Regions from separate parts of the Sus scrofa genome. Here region 2 is linked to region 1. The links are chromatin contacts, called in public Hi-C maps. All regions are on one chromosome and are shown on one strand. Each heading gives the region's core, a stretch centred on a gene start, on an enhancer-like site or on the middle of the called end of the contact. The rest is flanking DNA. Distances are from core to core; before and after follow the strand shown. Region 1 overlaps ZHX2 (zinc fingers and homeoboxes protein 2). Region 2 holds the start of ZHX2 (zinc fingers and homeoboxes protein 2).

What was found. Hi-C and Micro-C count contacts between places; a contact is called where the count stands out from the background.
Region 2: a Hi-C map of liver shows a contact between it and region 1, with 2.9 times the contacts expected there. The contact joins the promoter of ZHX2 here to the enhancer-like site in region 1. A contact is called at or near these places in 7 of 47 Hi-C or Micro-C datasets (heart right ventricle, liver, psoas muscle and 2 more) and 2 of 2 datasets of contacts at active chromatin or transcription factors (alveolar macrophages and skeletal muscle).

The regions. Positions count from the first base shown.
Region 1 is chr4:16,467,240-16,472,224 of Sscrofa11.1, reverse strand. The region is part of intron 2 of ZHX2 (zinc fingers and homeoboxes protein 2); the gene reads left to right. Among named protein-coding and RNA genes, the nearest start is that of ZHX2, 84 kb to the left of the region's middle. Within about 2 kb of position 1,489, at least 11 of the 83 cell types and tissues checked have an H3K27ac peak or open chromatin away from gene starts, as enhancers often do. A contact at or near this core is called in liver, where this site is marked.
Region 2 is chr4:16,550,398-16,555,508 of Sscrofa11.1, reverse strand. ZHX2 (zinc fingers and homeoboxes protein 2) reads left to right here and starts at 1,650. Exons shown (of 5, transcript XM_021088974.1): 1 at 1,650-2,800.

The sequences.
Region 1 (4,985 bases), core at 240-2,739:
GAGCATGAGTGCCTTGGTAGCAGGTGTCTCTAGCGGGACCGAGCCCCATGGCGACTAGACCACGTCTTCCCTTCAGCTCAGCACGTGTCAACACCCGAATTCACTCCTGCTCTAGGGAGAGTCTGGACAGCCAAGAGGGTTGAACACCTAGTTGCCACCAACTGAACCTGAGTGGGAGTGTGGTGGGCTTTACTTGTTGAAAATGGGGAAGTAGTTTGAACTAGAACTCCACGTTCAGCCTTAGTTTCTTAGATCTTCGGGAGAAAGATTCAATTTATACTTGAAAAAAATGAAGACCAGTTAAATCAGTACCAGGGATTGGAACCCACTCGCGGCTGGAGGAGCAGGGCCTCCTGGCACAGAAGCCAGGGGCGGGGGGGTGGGGGTGCAGAAGCCCAGGTGAGACCATGACTCTTGGGTTGTTGGTCCAGAACTGGGTTCTAAGGGGGCAGCAGGCAAGGACACACCCGTTATTCTGGCCACCTTGAGCACCTGTCCCCAGACCTCTCCAGCCCCCGAGAACCTCATGTTTGTCTTTTGTTGTCTCTGAAGCCTGGAGCAGATGGGCTCCCCGCCAAGGACCCCCCCCCACTTCCCGAGAAGGCATGGCCAGCAGTCACCCCACTATCCCAGGAGTGGGAAAGGAGCAGTAGGACCCATCCTGCCTTTCCATTCTTTCCAATGAGGCTTGACTCCCTGGTGTAGGGACCCAATCCTGCATCCCTCTCTTCATCCTTGTTCAGCCTCAGATTCTTAGCTCCTGAAGATGGACCAAGGGAGGCCTTGAGGTTAGAGGGCACGGCCACCATAGGCTCAGCCGGGGAGCTGGCCCCCAGAGGACTAGGGAGGCAGGGGCAGCATGTCATTCCAAACTCAACAGGGGGAGTACCCGTTGTGGCTCAGTGGGTAGAGGACCCGACATTGTCTCTGTGAGGATGCAGGTTCAATCCCTGCCTCGCTCAGTGGGTTAAGGATTTGGCATTGACACAAGCTATAGGTCGCAAAGGCTGGGATCCAATGGGGTTGTGACTGTGGCATAAGCCAGCAGCTGCAGCTCCAGTTTGATCCCTAGCCTAGGAACTTCCATATGCTGCAGGTATAGCCCTAAAAAGAAAAAGATAAAAGAAACTCAGCAGAAGCACCCCCTCCCTGCCACCCCCCACTGGAGGCCCTTGTCCCCTCTCTGGGCCCCCACAGAGGGTACTCTCTACACCACTCAGCATGAGGCAGCACTGCAGAGTGTTTAAGACTGTGCACTCTGGCTCCAGATTGACTCAGTTAGAATCCCAGCTGTACCTTTGCTAAACCCTGTGATCTTGACCCAAGTATTTAACTTCTCTGTGCCTCATTTTCCTCACCTGCAAGATAGGCCCTCAGATAGGAGGCTTATAACAACTCCTGAGTTCATGAAATGTGCTTAGAACAATACCTGGCACTGAGTAAAAGTGTCAGTAAAACAAAAACAGTAGGTAAACAAGTGCTGGAGTCAGTGTGATCGCCTGATGGACATCAACACGGTCAGTTTCCTACCCACAGAGACAAAGTCCACTCTGCTTGTGGCTTTAGGAAGACTTTCAACTAGAACCTGAGGGAGAGGAGGGATTTCTGCAGACAGGGAGGAAGCAGCAGTCTGGGCAGAGGTGCAGAGGGAGAAGGAGCCATTTGGAGGGTGTCAGGAAGTCTGGTGTCACTGGAGCCCAGGGGGTGGGGTGCATGGCGGTTGAGATGGGCAAGCTCGGCTGAGCCAAACCACAGAGGTTCTCAGACACCAGGCTCTGGAGCAGACTGTTTGCAAGAAGCAAGAAGCAGCTTTCAGAAGCTTTTTTTTTTTTTTTTTTTTTTTTTTTGTCTTTTTGCCTTTTCTAGGGAGGTTCCCAGGCTAGGGGTCTAATCGGAGCTGTAGCCACCAGCCTATGCCAGAGCCACAGCAATGCAGGATCCAAGCCACGTCTGCGACCTACACCACAGCTCACGGCAACGCTGGATCCTTAACCCACTGAGCAAGGGCAGGGATCGAACCCGAAACCTCATGGTTCCCAGTCGGATTCGTTAACCACTGAGCCACGGCAGGAACTCCAGCTTTCCAAAGTTTTAAACCGAGCAAGTGACTTGATGCAATCTTGGATGTAGAAGCTTGACCTGGTCAAAGTGCAAAGGGTGGGCTGCAGGTGAGAGAGATGGAGGATAGGACACATTAGTCAGGGGGCAGCGGCCCAGACGTAACCCTGGAGACAGGGCGTGGCCACCCAAATGGTCACAGCAGGGGTGGAGCAAGGGGGTGGCTCCAGAGTACAGACTCAGAGAAAGCATTGATTGGATGTGAACAGGGAATGTGAGAAAGGAGGAGTCCAGAGCCCAGAGTACAGACTCAGAGAAAGCATTGATTGGATGTGAACAGGGAATGTGAGAAAGGAGGAGTCCAGAGCAAGCCCCAGGCTGCTTGCTTGGAAGAGTCTAAGGGAGAGAGCGCGTTAACCAGGTGGTGAAGAGATGGAAAAAGGTATTGGATGTCACAGAGGTGCTAGGGACAAACAGCACAGGACACACCTGGGGGGCCTGGGAGGCGGGATATGTAGAGCGGTGGCTGACCAGGTGGTCTCAGCAGTCCAAATGGCTTGAGTGCAAATCCTGGCTCAGTCTGTTGCTTCCTGCTTAACATTGGAGGGGTCATTTAACTTTCCTGAGCCTCCGTTTCTTCACCTATATAATGGAGATTATGCAGTTAGCTGCCTGAGACCTCTGTTCGGATCAGTGCATGTCAAGTGTTAATAACTGTGCCTGGCACAGAGGGAGCACTCAATTAATGTGACTTGGAATAACATGAGTATTAGTCTTGACAGTAATCCTGGGATGAGTGTGCGTATCAGCATCCTAGTAGAAATGTCCAGAATGGGCCAGAACATAGAGGCAAGCTTGGGACAGGATGGAGCTGAGTCATTCAGGAGTCAGCTGCACAGAGGTCAATGATTATCTGTCACCCTGGCGAGCGTCTTCTTGGGGGGGGAAAGGTGAGCGTGACCTGGGTTCTTTTCAAATGGTATCATCCTCCACGACTATGGTATAGCCCCACCCCACCCTTGCTGCCCAGTGAGAAGCCGACCTGAGCAGGCTTCCTCAAGGGACAAGAGCCACATCCCTGGGGCCGGCTTATGGCGAGGGAATAAGGACAGGCGGCTGATGGAGGAGATGGCCGAGGCCATGGGAGGATTGGGCTCACTTGGGGACAGCTCAGAGCCAGAGGACAGAAGCCTGGGACACCGTCAACATTTAAGAGGCAAGACCAGAAGAAACTGCTCAATCAGGAAACCAAGTCACAAGCGTCCCATGTACTGTGAGCATGAAAGTGGCTCAGCCCTGATGGGCCAGATCCGTCCTAGGCAGTTGCTGGTTCTCCGGCAAATCCAGGTGCAAGTTCAAACCACACTCCCCTGCAGGGGCACACGAGGGTTTCTTCACTCCTTCCTCCTATGGCAGTAGGCTCAGCATGTCTGGGCCAGACGGAGCAGTGAAGAGAGAAGTGAGGGGTGGCCTCCCACCCTCCCCCTTTGGACCCACCAAACCTCCCGCTAAGTGCCCAGCCCTCAGCCCCACTCTGTGTCACTTCAGAGCCCCACGTGTCTCAGATGAGAAAAGGATAACGCCTGAAACTAGTAGGTAACAGTACTCAAGTGGATATTCGATTATATTAGTCAGACTTTTAATCACAAAATAGAGATCTAATTCATATTGACCTAAGTGTAAAACAGCAAAGCAGCTCGTGTAATTAATTGAAAAGTCTGAGCTAGTCTGGCTTGGAGCCCAGGTGGGTATAAACAGTGTCAGCAGGCGTGGTTTCTCTCCTTTCTCTTTTTATTTATTTTTATTTATTTATTGCTTTTTAGGACTGCACCAGAGGCATACGGAAGTTCCCAGGCTAGGAGTAATTGGAGCTGAGGCCTCCAGCCTACACCACAGCCACAGCAACACCAGATCCAAGCTGCGTCTGTGACGTACACCACAGCTCACAGCAACGCTGGATCCTCAACCCTCTGAGTGAGGCCAGGGATCGAACCCACATCCTCATGGATGCTGGTCGGGTTTGTAACCCGCTGAGCCGCAATGGGAACTATCCTCTATCTCCTGACCCAGTTTTCTGTGCTGGCTTCACAGGGGCAGGTCTCTGCAACCAACCCAGCACCTTCTCCGAAAGAGGACCTTGCTTCCATTGTCATCCTAGCAAATGTCTGAAGCCGAGAGGGTCAGGATGCAGATCTGTCCCCACGCAAAGGGTTGCAGCAGAGTGACTGTGCCGAGATGGCCCCCTCCTCCTCTGGCCTGTGCAGGAGGCCATCCGTGGCTCTCCCAACCCTGGGGAGGCCTCTTGTGTGTGAGGCAAACGGTGTATTGGTTTCCTATTCATACTGCTGCTGTGGCAGACTCCGTAGTGGCTGAAACCACACGCATTTATTGTGTTACGGCTCTGGAGGTCAGAAGTCAGAAATGCGCCTCATTGAGCTAAAATCAAGATGCGAACAAAATGCATGCCTGTCTGGAGATTCGGAGGGAAAAATTCTTTTCCTTGGATTTCCAGCTTCTAGAAGCTTCCCGGATCTCTTAGCTTGTGGCACCTTCCTCCTGCAAAGCCAGCCATGGCCAGTTGAGTTTTTCTCGTGCCACATCTCTCTGACTGCTAACTCGTCTGCCTCTCCCTTCCATCTCTAACTTAATTCTTACGATGACATCATGCCTACCCAGAAAATCCAAGTGCTCACCAGGCCTGACCCTGCTTAGCTTCCGAGATCGGGCACGTTCAGGATGGTGTGGCCGTAGGCTCCCCAGATAATCCAGGATCATCTATTTTAAGGTCAGCGGATGAGCAATCTTAATTCCATCTACTGCCTTAATTCCTCTTTGCTATTTAAAGTAACATATTCACAGATTCTGGGGTTCAAGGCAAGGGCATCTTTAGGACCTGCCGCAGTGATTGTTACCATCATCGGCTCTAA
Region 2 (5,111 bases), core at 401-2,900, 83 kb before region 1:
TGTTTAATCCCCTGCTGTCTGCTTATATAGGGAAGGTCCGGCCCATGCTAAACTCTGAACAATTTAAAGACACTGCAGCACATCAGATGCCCCCACAGTGTCCAAGAGATACAAGTGGCCTGAAGACATGAAAGCTCAATGGACGGTCCAGAGGGTCTACCCGGTGTGGCTCATGCCTGACCCTTCCATCCTATTATCCGCTCGCCCAACCAAAAGAAGACGGTAGTGAGGGGGGGACAGAGGAAACATGGCTTATAGAAATCCCTTCTAAGTGGATGACCAGCAAAAGGAGGTGCAGCCTCAGAACAGATACAACTTTCTTAAGGTTTCAGTAACTTCCATGGAAACAGGGAACTGTAGTTATGGGGGGGGGGCGTAGGGAAGCAGTGGAATGACCTGGAAGAGTCAAGAGTAAGCAATATAAAAATATTATAGTTGGTGGGATTGTTTTCTTTTTCTTTCTCTCTTCATGCACATCCTTGAGGGAAGAGGAAAAAAACTCAGCATCCCTAAATTCTGATATTGACAGCAAGCACATTAGGATGTTAGACAGTAGATATGGAATGAGTTTGAGAAAGATGCGATAGCATCTGGATCATAGTCACCCAGGAAGTTCTTAATAAATCCTTTAAGAACCTGGGCAGTTTGCCTCTCAGATCTGAGAGCATTAGGAAAAGAGACCTCCTTCAAAGCCAGTACCTGGTTTCCTGCACCGTTAACAAACAACCCTGCATCAGCAATAACGGAACAAACAGGTGCAAGCCAGTAGAAAGTTTTGCATATGAGCTATTTTTATTTTTATTGTAAAAATTTCTGGGAACCCAAAGAACAGGTTCTGGTGGAGAAATTGGAGCCCTAAAGGGAGACCCTGAGAAAGCCTTTCAGCTGCTTTCTTCTCCTCAGCCTCAGAAACGAAAATGCCAAAAGGTCAACCAATGCGTTGACCACGCAGTCAGCCCGGGAGCCAGCCATTTTCACCCCGTCTCCGTCCTCGCCTCCAGCCACTCCGCCGCACACGGCCACCTGTTGCTGTCCTAGCGCCCAGAGCCGAGTCGCAAGCCGCCGCTAGAGTTCGTTCTAATTCCCCCCAAGCTAAGGCTGGCCGGGAAGCCCCGACGCTCCGCGCCTGCTAATCCTCAGCGCGGGCGGGGACTCCGCGGAGCCTCCCAGCCCCAGGCTCCCTTTGTCTTCTTGCTGCTCTCAAAATGTCAAAAGTAGACCCCAGACAGCATCCCCTTGGCCCCCGCTCGCCCAGTGCGCGCTCGCACTCAGCACACACTTGGGAGATGCTGACGCGTCGAGATGCCCACCGAGGAGAAACTGGTCCACCTGGCAGGGACAGGCGGCGCAGACAGGTTCTGTGAAATGCCAAAGCGTCCCCTGAATCCCAAATCCCTTGGAGCCCTTAGCTGAACACTGCAGCTGAAGCGCCGCGCCCAAAACGCGAGTTCACGGTTCCCGAGGCCGCGGGCGGAGGGCAGCGAGATTCTGACCTGCCTTTGCTCTAAGCCGCCCGAGGGGATCCAGGGGGCGGCGGCGGTTAGGGATGCCCTCCCGCCGGGAAGGCCAGAGTCCCAGTTTCGAAAGTGACCCGCCTCGCTTCCGAGGGACTTCCCTGCCAGCGCCGCAGGGGTGTGCATTTCTCCGAAGTCTGAGAATCCCAGCGAGCGCTGGCCCGACAAGAGTTTAAGTCAGCTCCCAGGGCGTCTGTTTGTTTATTGGCTCTTAGGAAAAAAAGTTTGAGGATGTTTAACCAACCTCAGACCTGGCGCAAGCGGAAATCTCAGAATCTCTTCAGCAAAAGTCATCTAATTTCGAGTCGTTATATAAGTGGGGGCTCTTCCTTACCCTCCCTACTCCGAGCCCTCTTATTACTACTCCAGGAGTTAAATGTGTCTCGCTTTAAAAAAGAAAAAAAAAATTTTTTTAAGTTGTTATTATTTCCCTGAGTCCTAGGGCGGGAGAAAGCGCAGGCAGCGCCCTGGGCTTGCGGCGGCCCCACCCGCGCGCTGCCGTTTGCTCTGCAGGAGGGACGCGGGGTCCCGGGTGCCGCCCGCTCAGCGAGCAGCCGCGCCCAGCGGTCCCTCCGTCGGCCACTCCACGTGGTTAGGATCAACAGTTTGTCGAGCTCATCAGTGACACCTTGAACTTTTCATAAAGAAAATGGGTATTGCACCAGGAGGGTTTGGCCGCGGCCGCCGCGCCGGGTCGTGCTTAATATTCAATGATCTCGCTCGCGCCTCCCCCTCCTCCCCTCGCAGAAATTCCACCGAGTCCGTTACTGGGCTCAGACTTTTAAGTTAATTTACTGCCCACCCCCCAACCTTGGCTAGTAACCAGCGCCTTTAGGGTTGGCCTCCCCCCCAGCTCTCGCCTGAAAATGACATTTCGCCGGCGTCTCCGGAGGGGGCTGAATTTCACTTTGTAACTTTCTGCGGAACCCGAGCCCGGGTGGCAGCTCGGGTGGTGGTATCGTATGCAAATACGCATGCTGACGTTACAGATCATGTGGGTTTTGGCGTAGATTCCCCACTGATCGAGACATTTTTTTCCCCTTTTTTTTTCCTTCTTTTTTTTTTTTTTCTTTTAAAAATTTTGGCCACTGTTCTCCGTACGGGGGCTTCTTCTGTCTGTCTGTCTGGCAGGCTGGCTTTCCCCCTCTTTCCCACGGAGCCCGAGCCGGGCGCCCGGTGAGGAGTGGGGAGTGGGTGGGGGGAGCCAGCAGAGTTCCATTTTGGAACGCCCGTGCCGCGTCTCCACGTTCCCAGCCCGGGTCCCCGCGTTCCCAGCCCCGGCGCAGGTAAGAAACTTCGCCCCGGCGCGGAGCACCCCCCGCCCGGCGCGGCCGGCCCCGAGCCCCGCACGCCGGGCACCGGCCACTCCAGCCCAACTTTCCCACCGCCGCCGCCGCCGCCGCGGCTCCCGAAAATGTGTTGTTAATGGGACTTGGCCGGGTTTGTGATTGGAAGGGGGGCGCGGAAGGGGGGGTGGGGTGCAGGCTCTTTTTTGCGGGTGGGAGGAAATCAGAGGATCCAGAGGCGGGGGGAGATTTTTTTTTAAAGAGTTTTGATTACAAGTTTGGATAAATGGGAGGCAGACCGAGGAGGAGGAGGAGGAGGAAAAACATGTCTACGTTTCCCTATGTCGACATAAGCCACAAAAAAATATGGCGTCCGCTTTCGACAGGGCGTTACGTAGACCCGACTCTGTTTTTATTTATTTATTTCGTGGCCGGCTCCCTCCCTTCTTGGCCAAACTGCGGCGCTTTGTGCGAACGGGGCCGGTCCCACGGGGACTCCACCGGGACGTGGCCCCGGCTCCGCGGGTTCGGGCAGGCGGGGGGCTGCGTGTGTGTGCTCCCCTCCCTCCCTCCCCCGCTCTCCCCTCTTCTCCCCTCTCCCGGTGACGATTCGCCGTACTGTGGTGGCAGGAAGCATGACGCCGTGGGTTGAGGCTGCCTCTCCTCTCCTGGTGGCTGCAGGCAGCGGGCGCGCGGCGCGGGCGGGGAGCCGAGCTACCTGCCGCGGGCCGAGCCGCAGCGCGGCGCTGTCCCCACGCCCCGCTCAGGTGCCGGGGAACCCGCGTGGCGAGGGCCTGGGGGGCGGGGCGGGGGGAGCCGCGGGGCCCCCGCTGTCCTCCGCCCGCGGCCCGCCTCTGCCCGCCCAAGCCCACGGTCGCCCCCCGGCAGGGCAGCTGGCGCTCTTCGTCTGCCCCACGAGCGGTTCATCTTTGTTGGTGTCTCGGCTGCTTTGTGGCTTCCCCAGGACTTGGGGTCCTCGCCTTTGCAAACTTGCCCCTTTCCCAGCCGCTCTGCAGGAGGCTGCGCAGACGAAGATGAGCGGAAAGTTGGAAACCAGTGAGCATCACGGAACGGTCCGCTTGGCCTCGTCGCTGTGCGGAGCTCGGGAGGCGGCGGCAGAGGAGGAGGAGGAGGAGGAGGGTGGTGTGTTAGGCTGGGGAGAAAACTTGACTGGGAAGCCAAGTCGTGATGTGCTCGGGCTTCCACCTGATGGATCAGCGTCGACGCCAGTGGGGTCTCTGCCTTCAGCTATTTGCGAGATGGCCTTTTGTTTGTCTGGGAGGTGAGGGAGGAGGAAGGTGGGGAAAGAGCCTTCCCTGGACCCCTCCCCTTTGAAAGTGTCGCTGCCCATCTTGGGCTCCAGAGATCACCAAGTCTTTTCAGGCCCTGGAGTTCTGCCCTTTCTGCTCTCTGATGATTGTCTTCTGTTTCCAAGGTAGCAGCTCCCCAAGGCTGAGGCAGGCCCAGTTGGGCAGGATTTGAGGGGCAGGAACCCCTCCACTTGATCTCTTGGGTTGCTCTGACCTCCTGCAGTTACTCTCTGAACACACACACACAGTCAGGCACACACTCTGGCTCCTTTAGGTAGAGCAGAAATTAATGCCTGTTGAAGTGACCGGGGTGAGGTTCTGAGAGCTCTTCAAGATTTCAGTCAAAAGGTGATTTTCTATTTATGAGGGCACTGAGTTAAAGCAGTTCAGTCCCAGGGCAGTAATGTCAAAAAGCATTTGGATGACAACCAAGTGGAATAAATATCTTGTAAAATGGCATGTTTAATAGTAAAAATAGATTCATGGAGCCATCAAGGGCTTGAATGGGACTAACCGAAAGGGTTCCGTTTCAAAGGAAAGTTACATAAGGCTGTATACATGTCTTCTTTTAAGGCCAAAGGAGGGATATCTACAAGTACGATTGAAATGTGTCACTGCCAATGACTGGACCCATGATCTGTGGGAAGAGTGTTGCCTTTGAAAGGTCTGCTCCATGTTGTTCTCGTGTGCATGTGTACCTTCTTGCCAGGTGTGTTAACTAAGGATCCACTTGAAGTTAACAGCCTTTAAGGGGAACATTCAGAGGCCAAGGGTTTTGCGTAAATTGGATATACTAACGGATCCCCGTTTAAAGGGAAAACTCAAAATGACACAAAGGTTTCTTGGCATTCAAGATAAGTCATCTCCCAGTGTAAATACTGTATATCTCAACAGCCAAGAGGCATCCCCACCTTAACATCAGGACCACGTGACTCAGTGGGATGCCGTGCATTAGACAAAAAGACTAATGACAGTGTTGGGTAACTGTTGCTAACACCTAC